Regions from separate parts of the Muntiacus reevesi genome. Here regions 1 and 2 are each linked to region 3. Evidence: chromatin contacts called from public Hi-C data. All regions are on one chromosome and are shown on one strand. The core of a region is the stretch at or near the end of the contact, and the rest is flanking DNA. Distances in the headings are between cores, read along the strand shown. Region 1 holds the start of AP4B1 (adaptor related protein complex 4 subunit beta 1). Region 2 holds the start of RSBN1 (round spermatid basic protein 1). Region 3 holds the start of MAGI3 (membrane associated guanylate kinase, WW and PDZ domain containing 3).

The links. Hi-C and Micro-C count contacts between places; a contact is called where the count stands out from the background.
Region 1: a contact with region 3 is called in a Hi-C map of blood, with 2.9 times the contacts expected there. The contact joins the promoter of AP4B1 here to the promoter of MAGI3 in region 3. A contact is called at or near these places in 2 of 3 Hi-C or Micro-C datasets (blood and muscle).
Region 2: a contact with region 3 is called in a Hi-C map of blood, with 5 times the contacts expected there. The contact joins the promoter of RSBN1 here to the promoter of MAGI3 in region 3. A contact is called at or near these places in 2 of 3 Hi-C or Micro-C datasets (blood and muscle).

Annotation. Positions count from the first base shown.
Region 1 is chr1:91,635,962-91,638,905 of mMunRee1.1, forward strand. AP4B1 (adaptor related protein complex 4 subunit beta 1) reads left to right here and starts at 1,578. Exons shown (of 11, transcript XM_065906721.1): 1 at 1,578-1,767; 2 at 1,854-2,041. The coding sequence starts at 1,929. DCLRE1B (DNA cross-link repair 1B) reads right to left here and starts at 1,275. Exons shown (of 4, transcript XM_065906680.1): 1 at 847-1,275; 2 at 1-17. The coding sequence starts at 1,035.
Region 2 is chr1:91,729,519-91,732,399 of mMunRee1.1, forward strand. RSBN1 (round spermatid basic protein 1) reads left to right here and starts at 1,360. Exons shown (of 7, transcript XM_065906741.1): 1 at 1,360-2,065. The coding sequence starts at 1,360. It overlaps PTPN22 (protein tyrosine phosphatase non-receptor type 22), which reads left to right. Exons shown (of 21, transcript XM_065906692.1): 21 at 1-304.
Region 3 is chr1:92,103,869-92,106,821 of mMunRee1.1, forward strand. It overlaps MAGI3 (membrane associated guanylate kinase, WW and PDZ domain containing 3), which reads right to left and starts at 1,265. Exons shown (of 21, transcript XM_065906784.1): 1 at 406-1,265. The coding sequence starts at 721. LOC136162791 (a long non-coding RNA gene) reads left to right here and starts at 1,545. Exons shown (of 3, transcript XR_010662169.1): 1 at 1,545-1,663; 2 at 1,865-2,183.

The DNA.
Region 1 (2,944 bases), core at 328-2,827, 470 kb before region 3:
ATCCACTGCTTAGACACCTGAAGAAACAGCAGGTCATCCCAGGAAACACAGACGCCCCTCCCTGATACCTCCCTGGATCAGAAGCTGTGATAGGGATCACAGTCCTCTCTTCCTCCTCCCTCTCTCTACCCCATCCTTCCTAAAAGGCTAAATTGAGTCCAGAAAGCAAGTCTACTTAACCATTCTTCAACTTTCCAAACCATAATAATCCCTTGGAGTGCTGTGCTTAGTCACTTAGTCATGGCCAACTCTTTGCCACCCCATGGACTGTAGCCCACTAGGTTCCTCTGTCCATGGAATTATCCAGGCAAGAATACTGGAGTGTGTTGCCACGTCCTTCTCCAGGGGATTTTCCCGACCCCAGGATCCAACCCAGGTCTCCCGAATTGCAGGCGGATTCTTCACCGTCTGAATCACCAGGGAAGCCCTTGGGGGGTGCCTGTTAAAAAAATTCCAGCCAGATTTCCAGGACCTGCATCAGCTATGTCTACTGATTCAAATGCGGGAGGAGGGAGGCACTGAAGAATCTATTTACTCAGAACATTAGATGAATTCTTAGGAGCCAAGATGGGAAAACACTGGCCTAGCTTATGTTTAGAGGTAGGAACAGTTTCCTTGACAGGCCTAGAAGTCCTCCCCAGTTTTATCGCTGAAACATCCCAAGCCGGCCAGTTGGAAACCACTCTTGTTCTGGGTTTAATATGCATTTCTGGGTTCCCCAAAACTGTCGCTTTGGTAAAAATCAGTTCTCCAGGCCACAAATCTATGACTCCAGGACTGACAGATCGGAAGGCCCCACCCAGATGCCAGGACTAATTCTCCTAGGCCGACTCCAACCCCCCATACCTGTAGGTGACGGTGCAAGAGGTAAGCCGTGATTGGGGAGCAGTAGAGGGGCCGGGTCCAGGTGCTAGTCAGACCCACGGTGTGGTCCGAGTGCATGTGGGTCAGGAAGAAGAGTCGGGCGGAGCCAGCCCGGCGCAAGCTCCAAAAGTCCACCGCGATGGGCGTATGAGGGATCAAGACCCCATTCATGGTGGCGGGGTTCGAGTCACCAGTGGGTTCTTTATGGGAACAGAGTTCCTGTGTGAGGCTCCTACCATGCCGCCCTGAAAAAAAACATGCTGGGGCAAGAACAGGGCTAGAGACCGTAAGGAAAAGCCAGCCCACTGAGGGAATGAATGGCTAGACTGGGCAGAAAGAAGGAAGTGACCTTGCTGGTAGGAGTTTGGGTGGAATCTCAAACCGCAGAAGGCGCCCAACTGAGCGCCACTCCCCCGGACGCGCAGGACCAGGGGCCAAAGCCCGGCACTCAAAGCGCGCGCTGCTGGGCGGAGACAGGCCGAAGTAGCCAACTTCCGATTGCCCGCAGCAGCTCCACCAGAGGGAGCCGCGCGGCTGCGCCGGGAGGTGAGAGGTTGGGGGAAGGGCACCCAAAGGTCGGGATCCAGGCTGCGCTCGGCGCTCCCTGGGAGAGGGTGATTGGCAGCCGCTCTACGCGGTCCCTCTGGAGGAGGCGGGACTTCCGCAGAGAGCTTGATTGGGCCTCTAGGTGATGGCAACCGCGTGGAGGCGCGAGAAAGGCTGGAACTGGAGAGGGAGGGGTTCACGGACAGTGGGCTGCGGGGCTGGAAATCAGGCCGAGGACCTAGAGGTTGGGCAGAGTTTTGTGGGCGGAGCGAACCAGCCTGCAGGTCCCGGGATAGAACCGCAAAGCCTCGGGTGGGCCTCTCCCGGAAGCAAGAGGGTTGAAGTTGAGTATGCTAGGTCCTGGTTGCGGGCCTTGGGGAAGACAAGGCTGGGGCAAGATCGCGCCTGTTGTCCCTTCACTGACTGACATTTCCTTTACCCAGGTCCTCACATCAGGGCTAGAAGGAGCCCGAGTTCCCTAGGGATCTGTGGGAACTGCCCCGTGACTGTTGGAGAACATGCCGTACCTTGGCTCCGAGGACGTGGTGAAGGAGCTGAAGAAGGCTCTGTGTAATCCTCACATTCAGGCTGATAGGCTGCGCTATCGGAGTGTCATCCAGCGAGTGATTAGGTATCACCTAACGCCCTAATTTCCCCATTGCCGTCCCCACCAGGCCTCTCTCCCCATGGCTGCGCAGAAAGAATTAATAAACTTTCATGCATGGCAGTTGTATGGTTTGGTCTTTCTGCTTCTCTGGAATGACATCTAAGTCTCCCCTGTGGGGCATATTTTGCTTCTTTTACTCAGTTGGGTGGTTTCATCCATATCTTGACCTTGTACTGCTGATCTATATCTAGTACAGACGTCCTTTTTTATCCTCAGACTCACACATCCTGTTGCTTGCTTGGTATTTCTGCCTGGATATGTCTTCAAAGACATGCAAAATAGCACCTGCTTTCTTCCCTCCACCTTCCCAGACCTGCTCTTCTGCTTGTATTGTGTTGATAAATGTCACCACCCAGCTGACCAAGTGTGGGAGTCAGTCTTGATGACACCTGATCTTCACTGCTCAAGTCAGGTGGTATGGACTTATGGTTCTAAATATCCATCCTCTTTTTAAAAACTTGGCACTGCTGTTCTGGTTTCTTTATAAAAAAGAATTACCATAGTTTAAGAGTAGGTCAGGGCTTCCCTGCTGACTCAGTGGTAAAGAATCCGCTGCCAATGCAAGAGACTCCAATTCCATACCTGGGTCAGGAAGATCCCCTAGAGAAGGAAATGGCAACCGACTCCAGGATTCTTGCTTGGAAAATCCTATGGACAGAGGAGCCTGGCAGGCTACAGTCCATGAGGTTGCAAAAAGAGTCGGATATGACTTAGCAACTAAAGAGCAACAAAGTATCAGGTCTTGAGTGACTAAAACAACAGCAGAGTATTAGGTCATCTTGCTCTCATTTCAGTTAGAGTGATTTTCCAATATATGAATTTGACAATATACCTCTTGCCTGTAGCAAACTTTGTATCACAAACTTT
Region 2 (2,881 bases), core at 110-2,609, 370 kb before region 3:
GCTGTATAAACATGCTTTGTTTATACAGTAGCATTTTTTCATTTTAAAGGTCCTGTAAAACATATACAACTTATATCCAACTAACCAGAGGTACTACTAGTTAAAATTTTTTCTATATTAATATGGATTTGCCTTAAGAAAGTTGATCTTTCAAATCTCAGTAGGTATATAACAAACAAGTTAGTGGGTGATTATTACAAAGGATTCCCCTTGACTAATAATGATTTCACTTAAAAATTTATAACTTTATGAAAATGAAATAGACATTTGTTCTTCAATATTGTTCACTAGGAATCCCAATGAAGACACACATCAGATGAAATATTACCTTTTTATTGTATAGTGTACTGTATACAAGAGGTGCTCAATAAACTTTCTGGTTTTTAAACTAACTTCATAGTGTTCACTGATCTGAATACTTCTTGATACTAGTGGTATCAAACCACAGTGATTTTATCTTGAGTAGTTTATTGTAATCAATTACTTCCAAATATCTTTATCGAGGCGGTAAAATTGTAACGTGACGATCAAACTGTAAATACATTTCCGGGCAGAAAACTTGGTGAGTAGTATGATTTCTGGAGTAGGCTATGGTAGACACACTTCTCAAATTTATGCAGCCGTATATTTACAATTTGAAAAAATCTTAAGAAATTTCAAAACATACTTTTCCATCTGGAATTTTTCCGCAACTGCAGGAATGGATTTAAAATAATGGATAGACTCTACCTTTCCAGGCACTAGAGGGGCTGCGACTCGTCGGAGAGGTGGGCGGCGCGCAGCAGGCTCTCAGGCAATTCTTGCACCTGCCTTGTCGCGCCTGTGCTTGTAACCATAGCAATTACTGCCCAGGAAGAGGTTCAGAAATGTCTGATTTGCAGCTCCATTCTACCTTAAAGCAAAACTGCCCTCATTTGCTATGTTACTACGTTCCCTTTTCCTCTGCATCTCATCGCTTGTCCAGGGTTGTAAAAGGCCGGAGATTCTTTTACCTCACAAAGGTTATGAGAGGAATAGCGAACAGAAAAGAAACTATGGAGACCACCTACTCCGTGTAAAATGACGAAGGGGCACACGGAGACGATAATGGGAACGCGCCGACAGACTTCGAAATCTATTAACATTGTTTCGGCCGTTAAGGCGGTTGGCGGCAACTCTCCGCCCAGCGGCGGTTGCGTCGCAGCCCGAAGCGTGACTCGGCGCACGCTCTCTTTCTGCTCCTCGGCTCGACGAGCCAGCGACGCGGCGGGGGCGCGGGGAACTACCGCTCCCGTGAGGCTCTGCGCGGCCTTGGGTGCTTTACAATAGAGCTCGGTCGGAGGGGCCTGCGGAGAAGCGCCGGGAAGTGCCACTTCCGGCATGTTCAGCTCTGGACGAAGAATGGCCGAGAAGTGGAGGGTGGGGGAGAGACTCCAATGCCCAGCGGGCCGTGCGCGGGCGGCGCTTGCGCGATACGCGGACGGGGGGGCGGTCGGGCCATTTAAATGTGTGTTTGTGGGTGAAATGGCTGCGCAGGTCGGAGCGGTGCGCGTAGTACGGGCGGTGGCGGCGCAGGAGGAGGCGGACAAAGACGCGAAGGAGAAACCCCACGCTGGGGTCTCGCCGCGGGGAGTGAAGCGGCAGCGCCGAGCGAGCAGCGGGGGGTCTCAGGAGAAGCGGGGGCGGCCGAGCCAGGACCCCCCTCTCGCTCCCCCTCACCGGCGGCGTCGCAGCCGCCAACATCCCGGGCCGCTGCCGCCAACGAATGCAGCCCCAACCGTCCCAGGCCCTGTTGAGCCTCTGCTCCTGCCGCCTCCGCCGCCACCTTCGCTGGCACCCGCCGGGCCCGCTGTCGCTGCCCCGCTCCCGGCCCCGGGCACCTCGGCCCTCTTCACCTTCTCGCCCCTGACGGTGAGCGCAGCCGGGCCCAAGCATAAGGGCCACAAGGAGCGGCACAAGCACCATCACCACCGCGGCTCTGATGGTGACCCCGGCCCCTGCGCTCCGGGAGAGCTCAAGCGCAAGGACAAGCAGGAAAACGGCGAGAGGACAGGAGGGGTGCCTCTGCTCAAGGCCCCCAAGAGAGGTGAGAACAGCCGAACTGCCCCGAGCTCGGGCTCTATCTGGGTCTCTCTCTGTTGCGATATCCCGCCCCTTTAATCCTGAGAGACGCCTGCCCTCCGCTTACCTCCTGCTGCTCTCCTCCCCTAAGCCCACTGGGGTGGACCCTGGATTTCGAACCGTCTGACCTACTTGAAGCTTCTTGCTTCGAGGCCGAGCTGTCAGTTACTAACCCCCTTACCATTCCCCCCTCCCGGAGCCTTTACCGACGTTTGTTTTCAAAATCGCCAGGGTTTCCGCGCCGCGCGATCCTTGGCATGGGATAGATAGTAAGTGGGGTATTAAAAACTGTCTAAAGTAAAGGCTTGTCGCTAAAATGCCCCCCCTTCCCTGTTTTTCTTGATGGAAAGCTCCACAATATTAACGAGTATGGTTTGGGGCTATTAAGGAGTTTGAATTTTTACCGAGATTAATTAGCTCGACTTAGCTTCTAGGTTGCCTTAGCTTCTGAAAGATGAGATATCAAATAAAATAGTTTATCTCTTTTTTTTTTTTATGTGTAGGTAAAAATCATATTTAATTTTCAGGAAAGGGTTTTCTCTCCTCTTTGATCCTGGAAAATAGGACCAGCCGAGCCTCTGAAAAGTGGAAATGTTCAGTAGGCGATAGTAGAGACAAGAATTCCAGTTGCATTTTAATTTACCTGGCACAACAAATTGAGAATTTATTTATTTCCAGTAAACTTACTAAAGTCAAGAATATAATCCAGAAAATGTAGGACCCTACTGAGTGAGTGTGGGTTTTAGACAAATTAGATTCATAAAAATTGCTGTTTTCCTAT
Region 3 (2,953 bases), core at 15-2,514:
GTGCCTTAGTAATAAAGATCTTTTCCTCTATAAGAAAATGCATTAAGACTGTTCCAAAGAATATGCAACAATCCGGAGGACCTCTTCCACAAAGGAGAACAGAAAAACGCTGGTTTTTCTCTAGTCAAACACTGCGGCGGGAGATGGAGCTACGAACTAAGAAAACCCAGCTTCTGGTGGCAATCCTGTGACAGCTAACAGGGTAGCCCGCCCAAGCCAGAGCTCAGTTTTCCTACCCGCAAAATGGGAATCAGCACCGCCAGCCCTCCCCATTGACAGGGAGTCCGGCACACCCTGGAGGTTCAGGATTACCCTTGATGACAAGCGGTGGGGTGGGGCTGCCGCGCCCCAGACGCCCACCGCGGACTCCCCCCACTCCGCGACAGAAAGAAGGGGCCGGCGTACCTGGCTTCACAGTCTTGAGACGGATGGGCTCGCGGAAGTGGCGGATGACAGCCAGGGTGTCCCGGTTGGTGAGCCCGCTGACAGGCGTCCCGTTCACCTCCAGCAGCACATCTCCGGGGCTGGGCGCCTTGCCCGAGACGACGCAGCAGGTGCCCCCGCCGGGCTCTTCGCGGAGCCGCCCCAGGTAGGGGAACTCACCGCGCTCCGCACCTCCCCGGATCTCGGCGCCCAAGTCGCCCGGGGCCCCGGCCCAGGACACCGCGCACTCCTGCACCTTGCTGAGCCAGTGCTTCTTCTTCTTCAACGTCTTCGACATCACGAACCCCGCTGCACCATGGGGGAGACCCCGCGCGGGCGGCGGGGGCGCCGCTCTGGCCCCCTCTCAGCCTGGGGGCCCCGGGCGGCCCGCGCAGCCCGGCGAGGGGGGCCTCGCAGCTCCGGCGTCCCCCTCGCCGACCACAGCCCGCCGGGGGCCGGGCCGCTCCGAACCCCGAGACGCCCCTCGGACACCTCTCCCGGCGGCGATCTCCGGGTCTGACCGGGCTCCGCGAGGGCCACCCGGGTTAGGCTGAAGAAAGGAGAAGGGGATTGTCCCCGGGCGGCTCCGGAGGGGTTTCGGGCGGGGTCACAGCCGACGGCTGGCCCCCGGGCTCCGCGCGGGAGCGGCGGGAAAGGCAGAAGCAGGGGGGCGGGGAGGTGAAGCGGGAGAGCCGGAACCGGGAAAAATCCGTCGGGGGCGCGCAGAAGCGCGCGTTGACCCGTCGCAGGATCGATCGTGGCCGCTGCGGAGCTGGATCGCGGAGACCAACGCCTGCCCAAGCTGCCAGGAAACTGCCGCTTTCAAACCCGCCGCAACCTCCTCCTCCTCCCTCTTCCCTTCCCCCCGCCCTCGCCCATCCCTCATCCAGAGCCCCGCCCCCTCCCGCCGCGCGGCGCCCGGCGCGCTGCCGTCACGGGCCAGGCGCTTGGGAAAGAGCCCAAGCACTCGACACTCTCGCTGGGGATTGGCCCTCGGAGGAAAGGGGGCGGATCCCCGACGAGAACTCTAACCACCGATTGGCTAATGAAAGTGAAGGAGGCGGGCACTAGGATGACTGAAGTTTAAAGAGGGTGGAAGAAAGTTTGAGGAGTCAGGGAGGGCGAGAAGGAGGGGCAGGGGAGTGGGACAGGCTCCAGAACGCAGGGCTGAGAGAGGCCCTCGGTGCGGCGGCCGGAGCAAAGGGAAAACTCGGATAAAAGAGCTGCCGAACTGCCCGAGGTGGAGGCATGGCTGGCGGGCTAGGTGGAGTAGGGGCGGAGCCTGGGCGCCTATCTTCACGGGGTACTGAGACTAGCTGGGGTACTTTGGAGGGCAGGCGTCATGCTGAGTCCGAGGACAGAGGTGGCAGAGCCTCGGGGTAGCCAGTTACAGCCGACCACTTAAAGTGAGTCAACGTTTCTCGTTCGTTCATTTCTTCAGAGTCAACGTTTCTCGTTCGTTCATTTCTTCAGCAAAAGTTATCCTTTGAGGCAAAGACTCCGGAGTCTGGTTGATGGAAGGTAAAACAGAGTCCTGCATACCGCTGTGTGACCTCAAATTGGACAACCTCTCTGAGCCACAGCATCTTCGACTGATAAGTGGAGATAATTATACCCTCCCAAGTTGTTGTACATGAGTTTGAGCAAGCTCCAGGAGTTGGTGATGGACAGGGAAGCCTGGCGTGCTGCAGTCCGTGGGGTCGCTAAGAGTCGGACACGACTGAGCGACTGAACTGAAGTTGTTGTAAAGATTACATGAGGTACCTATAAAATATCAGTATAGGGCCTGGCACGGAGTAGGTACTTCTTACCATTTAGTTGCTGATGAAAAGGAGGACGATTTTATGTCAGACACTGCTAGAATACTGGGATTCAAGAGTGAGGAAAACGCAAGTCCTGTTCTCTAGGAGATCACAGTCTAGTAGGAGAGACTGCTGGGGGTGGGAGGGGGAGGAGGCGGAGGGGTGGGGCAGGGCGGGGGGTAGGGGTGGGGGGAAGGAAGATGGGCTGTAATGTGGATTAGGAACCACAGCAAACCCGGGCTGGCATCCTGGCATGCTGCTTACTTGCTATCTGACCTTGGCCAAATCTCAGTTTCAAGTTCACTCACCTGTAAAGGATGTGGAGAGAGAACTAATAGTGAATAAAGGACATGTTAGGCCCGTCCAGCACTAATTTTTCACAACCTCTTCTTAAGCTTTCTCTCCTCCCTGATTTGGCTCACACTCTCCCCTGTCTTTGTATTTAAAACAATTCTATCCATTCTCAGCCCAAATGCCATCTCTTCCAGGTCACCTTGTCCTCAGGTGGAAAGTGTTTCCTCTGAGCTAGGATACTTTCACTTTTGCAGTAAGGCATTTATATAGTCTCCTGTCTTCCTTTAATGGTTGGGGAAAGCCCTTATTTAAACTATGAATAACTCCACAATCTCACCACACCTCAGGTAGACTAGCCCAAGCTTCAGCAGCTGCAGTAATTTTGTTCACACCATTATATCAGTCAGGGCCTCCACAGGAAACACATGGTACTT